Linked DNA regions of Mus musculus: region 2 is linked to region 1. A link is a contact called in public HiChIP or PLAC-seq data. All regions are on one chromosome and are shown on one strand. Each heading gives the region's core, a stretch centred on a gene start, on an enhancer-like site or on the middle of the called end of the contact. The rest is flanking DNA. Distances are from core to core; before and after follow the strand shown.

Region 1 (3,023 bases), core at 365-2,864:
GGGCATCCTGGGAAGGGCTCCGGAAGGTTCTGCTGGCTCTTGAAGATGGGAAGGGTCCTGAACCACAGGCCCCATGCCTGGATTCTGTTCTAAGGTCTTTGCTCAGGGGAAAATGGCAGTGAGCAGAGGTCAGGTTTCAGTTCTGGAAGCCACTGGTTTAGAACACAGCGAGGCAGTGGTGGGTCCCTAAAAGACCTGGGGTTTAGCTGGAACGGCATGGTGATGGGAAAATGAATATCTATCCTGCGGTCACCCTGATCTGTACTCAAGTCAGGACAGCCATTCTCTTGGAGGGCAGATAAAGACAGAAGTAGGAAAGGGAATGCCAAAATGGACCCTACTAAGAGACTAAAAAAACTCCAGAATGTAGGAGTCAAAATTGGAAATAGAGAGTCCAACTCAGAGGAAAGTAACATAGAAAGGAGAAATTCTACGAACATAGATTAAAAGGTTAATTTCTATCTATCTGGTAATGGTTAAAGAAACTTATGAGGCTCTAGTTTACCTATAAATGGAGTTTTGGAATCCCTCACTATAGAGCGCTCTACCTTTGGGCACAAGTCTCTGCATTCAAGGGCAACTTCCTTCATGCCAAAACACGTTTTTTTGTTTTTTTTTTTTTTTTAAGGGAGGGTGGCAACGCATAATCTCTAGACACTGTATCTGGCAAGAACCACAGGGTGTGCCGAGCTGAATTCGGGTGAGCATCTCTGGTTGGGTTGCTTCAACAATGGCTGATACTTCCAACAATGTGATGCTACTTCGAGAGAGACAAGTCTCCCAGCGGCTCTGTACTAAAAACTTTCTACTTGGGATGATGATTTCCAGTCTTTTCAGTATGGCCCATGTGATCAGCAGAAGGCAGAATCCAGAGCAAGCCTGTCGGTACCAGGGATCTAGAGGACCTCTGGGGAGCCCCGGTTGGGGCCCTCACTTTCCCTTCCCCCAAGCAGCCAGGCCAGGCCAGGCCGCGCCTAAGAAAGCCGTCTTGTCACCCTCCTCCCAGCGAGCGGAGCAGGGGCCGGCTCCCCTCCCCCAGCCTCTTCGGAAAGAGGGCGGCGCCGCCAGCGCGGGAGCCTGGTACCCGACTGCGGGCTCCGCGGCCTCAGCCCGCCCCATCCCCACCAGCCCGGGCTCTCACCTCGGCCCGGGCCGGCTCGAGGCCCTGCACCGCCGCGGGCTGCGGCTGCAGCTGCTGGGCGGGCGCCGGCGGCTCCTGGTTCCGATGGCTCAGGTCTTCCTCCGGGCCGGCGCGGACCCCGGCCGGGGCCCAGAGCAACTGAAGCAGCAAGAGCACGAGCAGCCTTCGCGTCGGCGCCCGGCCGCTCCCCCGGGCCGCGGCCGCCATCCCGCCCGCCCAGCCGGCACCGCGCTGCGGCAGGAAGAAGTGCAGGCGAAGGGAAGCGTCGAGCCCGGCGTGCCGGCAGGCGCCTCCGTCAGGCCTGGCTGCCGCTCAGGGGGCAGCCCTGCAGCACGCGGGACGCGGGGACCGGACCGGGACGGACCGGCGGCGGGAGCTCCGGAGCAGCTGGGCAGCAGAAGCCACACACTCCTCCAACTGCCTCCGCGGCCCAACTCCTCCGGCCCGCCCCCTGGCCAACACGACCTCCCATTGGCCCGACGTCAGCCCGGCGTCGTGACGTTTCCGGCAGGTTGAGGTGCGGCTCGCTCACTGGTCCTATTGGACCCGGCGCGCCGGGCCAGGTAGCTGGAGCTGCTTGATGGACTCTCCCTGCGTCCTCTCGGGTCCCACCAGAGACCCCCTTATTGGCCCTGGAGAGGTCAGGCTGCCAGGCTCCTACCAGTACTTCCTCAAGAGCCTTAGGTCTTTAAGGCCTAAGCCGCCGCCACCTCCACTTCTATTAAATGTCAAGTGAGTCCCAGCCCCGCTACCTACGTGGCAGGAACTGCCACACCTTTAAGTTACGATCCACCCACCCTCACCACGTCCCTGGACCGCCTACACAGAATGTTCTTTGGGGGTCCATATGCTGGGGTTTTTTGAAGGTTCTGAAGTAAGATTCGGAAGTAAAAGATGAGAACGTCCAAGCTTGATTTTAAAACATTGTTGAATAGCCGCAGACCAAAAGTCATCACTGCCCTGGCTCAGGATGCCTTATCCTGAAATAGGATATCCTGAAAAGGTTTGGAGTTGAGTGGTTAGGGTTTCTGTGGGATGGAGGCCTTGAGTAGGCAAAAGTAGAAGACAGGAAAGAATGGTTAGTTAGGCGTTAGACTAGGGCTGGATTTTTTTTTTTTTTTCTAAAGAAAAGCTGAGATACCGTACGCGCGCGCGCACACACACACACACACACACACACACACACCACAAATTGCTAACCATGTGCCAGGCACTAATCTAAATCCTACTCCTGTTTCACAAGCCATTCTTGCAACCTCTCCTTAGCCTACTCAGCATTGCTCCTTACAGAACCCTTCAAGCTATAGCTTATTTATGCTCCCAGTATTGTGAGATAACCAAGATGCTTCCTACACATAGTTTGGGGTGCAGTTGTTGTACCTCCAAGTTCATTCCTGGAGTGTAAATGTCCTGAGCCCTCAGAATACAACATGACAGGGATCAGAAGTCTAGACTCCTTCAGCCACCTCCTTTTTCTGCAAAGATTTGCCTTGCTCAAAAGGGCCTGCAGAGGAGATAGGAGTGTCAAGTGGAGAGAATAAAAGAAGCAGCCCAGTAGATGGAGGCAGAAGAGTTAGGTGTCACGGATCCTTGAGTTCTGCTAGGGACCAGGTTTATTATTTTTTTTCCTGGCGTTCTCTAGTCTATGATCATCTCAGAGAAAGGCCTCCTGGCTAAATTCTAGTTACCCCACATAAAGCAAAGAAAAAGCAAATGGCTCAAGGGCTACAGCTGCAGGAGACTGAGATGCTGATTGCAATGTTCCAGTGGCTCTGGAGCAAGACAGGAAATCTGTTCAACAGAAGATGTTAGGCAATGGGGCTCTAAAGCTCTGTCCCCAGAAGGGAGCTGGCATGGCAGTGTTACAGGAGCAGAGTCTGAA
Region 2 (3,023 bases), core at 289-2,788, 360 kb before region 1:
AAAACAAGTCTCAAACCTCATTTCCACACAGAACCACAATGATGCTGAAGTTAGGTCCTAAGAGCAACAGAAAGCATGCAGTCTAGTATGCTTGCTGACTTACAAGTGTTAAAATGGGCTTTAGTCACAATCTCTCAAAACATAATTCTACTAAAATAGAAAACATGAAGAAATGAACCCAATTTCTCCCTGGTGGCTGCTGCTCTAACAAAACACTGCTGAACTGTGAACATGGGAAACAATTCTCTCCTCGTAGCATTTCCCCTTGTTATTTTTGCTATTTTCATTGTTTTTTGTTTTTTTTAACAAATCTGTCTATCTTTCTTTCACACAACGCTCACGTGCACATGCGTGCGCGCGCACACACACACACACACATACACGCGCACGCCCCTTTCAAATAACTTTGAAGTGAGAAGTGTATTATCAACAAGAAAGTATAAATACTGAAAGTATAAGTGCATTTTCTATACTTTGTTGTTTTCACATGCATAGATAAAACAGCTAAAGATAAACTACAGGAACTAAGTCACAGTCTGGATACTCTTAGTATTTGGTATTTTACTTGAAAATGAGTATTTTCATTTAGCAGGATTAAAATACATTTGTTTGTCTCAGAACAAAACCCTGATAATTCTAAGTGAGCAATGTTTACTCTGAAGAAGATAATAAATTAGGCAGATTTTGCTAGTTCCCAAGGGGGTTAAGGAGATTAAAATTTCTGACATAAGCAATTTACAGATTACTCTCTAGAAATATTTCTAGAGAAGCATTGCTCTATCTTCTTTGTCTTTTCAATGAGACCATTTTGTTGCTTGTGGAGATGCTCAACTATCAGATGTGACTCCATATTAACCACTAGAGGGCAGGTACTGCCTAAATAACCCACCACAGTGTTACACTAAACACTGAAAAGAAACAAGTGTTTTGTCATCAAAAAACTATGTTAGTAGTATTTTCTTTTCCTGAAATAGTCTTTTGGAAGCTAATAATGAATATTACTATTGGTTTGATTACTATATGGATTTTGAATACATGTATCCCTGTACACAACTCCATGAAATACACACCCCATGGATAACAGAGCAAGTGATACATACAGGTGGACTAGAATAGGAAGAAAAGGTGTTACGCACCTTCTGTAACTTTAGGCAGTTCTGGAGGAAAAGGTATGAAGAAGGCAGAGGAAAGGAAGCAAAGAACATTAGCTGGGTAGGAAAGTACACAGATTTAAAACTTTTAACTACTACCCATATCTCGTTTTGAACTTCACGCTAAACTTGGAGTCTCAAGGCAACATCCAGACACAGTGGGACGATCCCTAAGAAGCTAAACTTGCATGCTTGTTTTCTTATTGTCTCGTCGAAGTGCACGTCCCTATTTTCTTTTCTTTTTCAGAAGCAGACGAGACCTTGAGGAAGGACGCTGGGAAGCGAGCCCTTTCCTGGGATTATTTTCAAGTCAGCTCTGACTCATGCATTCAGTGTAGTTATTTTCACTCAAGGTCCAAAGCTTTGCCAGGACACTCCCTCACAAAGGATTAGTCACAAAACACTGTTTCAAAGACTAAGACTGAGGCAAGAAACGAACACAGGAGACTGCGTACAAGCAGGCATTCAAGGATTCAAGTGGAAGGTTGTTTAAATATCTGGCTGCAAGTCAAAGGATAAAAAAGAAAAGGCTTAAACAAAAAGAACTTCCCTCTCCATCTCTAAAACTCCAGCATCCCATTGTCATTTATAAAAACTACCAATGCTGCTGCTGCTGCTGCTAGAACATTTACAATAGCATTGCTGACCTACTTGGCTCATTATTTAGCGCTTCAAAAGAGGTTGTAATGCGGGTTTTCCCTCAACATTACCCAAAGCCTAGAGACATTTACTTCTTAAAAACTGGCATTAATGGCTGTGATTTAGGGCCCATTAGGACTAGTTTTAGACATTTATAAAGCTTTCCCAGAACACTAAGCCAAAACAACAGTTACTGGTCAACAGAAAATGGTTTCTGAAATGACATCCCGAAGGACTTTAGCATCCTTAAAACCAATCTCAGCTGGAGCTCATCTTTATAAATATCAACATTTGGCTGTGTGTCCTGAAAAGTTAAGTACCTTTAAAAAAAAAGTTCAATTTTATCCTTAAAATCAGCAATAGTCTTTGTATTCTTTTGGTAATGTTTTTTAGTGATAGAGTATACATTTTTCAATATAGTTGTCCTAATGAAATACATCAGCTTAAAATATAACTATGTATACATAACATCTGGAAACATAATATTTGGAAACAGAATAGCAAGTTTTTCAATGAATGATTAGCTAATCAGAATATTCTTGCTTCAATTGGTCAAAGTCATTCAAAGCAAATGAATCTGTCAATGACCACACACTACTAAGGGGTCACGTCCTCAGCACACCCACAGTCTAGGCACTGGGGACAGGGCAGCCCCGTGATGCTCATAACTCAGGCCAGTGTCTGGGTGGGGCAGGGTCTGGGGGCTTCTCAGGCCTGACAGATATATCTGCCAGCTTTCTGTCAGTTCTAAGCACCAAGTAGAACTGCTGAGAAGAATAATCTATTTGAAAGGAGAAATGTCCACAACCAAATAAAAAGAGGACCAATAAAGAGGCAAGTAGCTAGATAAATGGTTTGCTTCAAACTATATCTTACATTATTGAATACGGGGCCAGAGACTAACTCAGTGGGTATAGGCGCTTGCCTGGTGACCTGAATTCAATCCCTGGAAGCCATATAAAGATGGAAGGAGAACCAACTTCACAGCATTTCCCTCTGACCTCCACACAAGGGCCATGGGATGCACCCGCCCTCCTTCCAGTGAACACATGGATAAAGTTTTAAGGCAGACGTGATGGCTCACTAGGAATGTTAGGCAGGAGGCCTGCCACGAATTCAGTCAGCCCAGAGTACACAGTGAATTCCAAGCTAGCCTGGGCCTCACAGGGGACCCTGTCTCAAAACAACAGCCAAGCTGGTTTCTTCTGTACAATAAAGCGTGATATGCACACG

Evidence for each region. HiChIP or PLAC-seq counts read pairs in DNA pulled down with a chosen protein or histone mark.
Region 2: a contact with region 1 is called in an H3K27ac HiChIP or PLAC-seq map of stem cell-derived neural progenitor cells, with 4 times the contacts expected there. The contact joins the enhancer-like site here to the promoter of Tmem165 in region 1. A contact is called at or near these places in 17 of 39 promoter capture datasets (the 3T3-L1 cell line, 3T3-L1-derived adipocytes, the C10 cell line and 10 more), 7 of 484 Hi-C or Micro-C datasets (CD4 T cells, Th1 cells, embryonic fibroblasts and 4 more), 6 of 115 datasets of contacts at active chromatin or transcription factors (embryonic forebrain, embryonic stem cells, neural tube and 2 more) and 3 of 9 other capture datasets (adipose tissue, embryonic stem cells and liver).

What each region holds. Positions count from the first base shown.
Region 1 is chr5:76,182,471-76,185,493 of GRCm38.p6, reverse strand. Tmem165 (transmembrane protein 165) reads right to left here and starts at 1,614. Exons shown (of 6, transcript NM_011626.2): 1 at 1,142-1,614. The coding sequence starts at 1,348.
Region 2 is chr5:76,538,881-76,541,903 of GRCm38.p6, reverse strand. The region is part of intron 4 of Exoc1 (exocyst complex component 1); the gene reads right to left. Among named protein-coding and RNA genes, the nearest start is that of Exoc1, 11 kb to the right of the region's middle. Within about 2 kb of position 1,538, at least 84 of the 459 cell types and tissues checked have an H3K27ac peak or open chromatin away from gene starts, as enhancers often do. A contact at or near this core is called in adipose tissue, embryonic fibroblasts, muscle stem cells and 2 more, where this site is marked.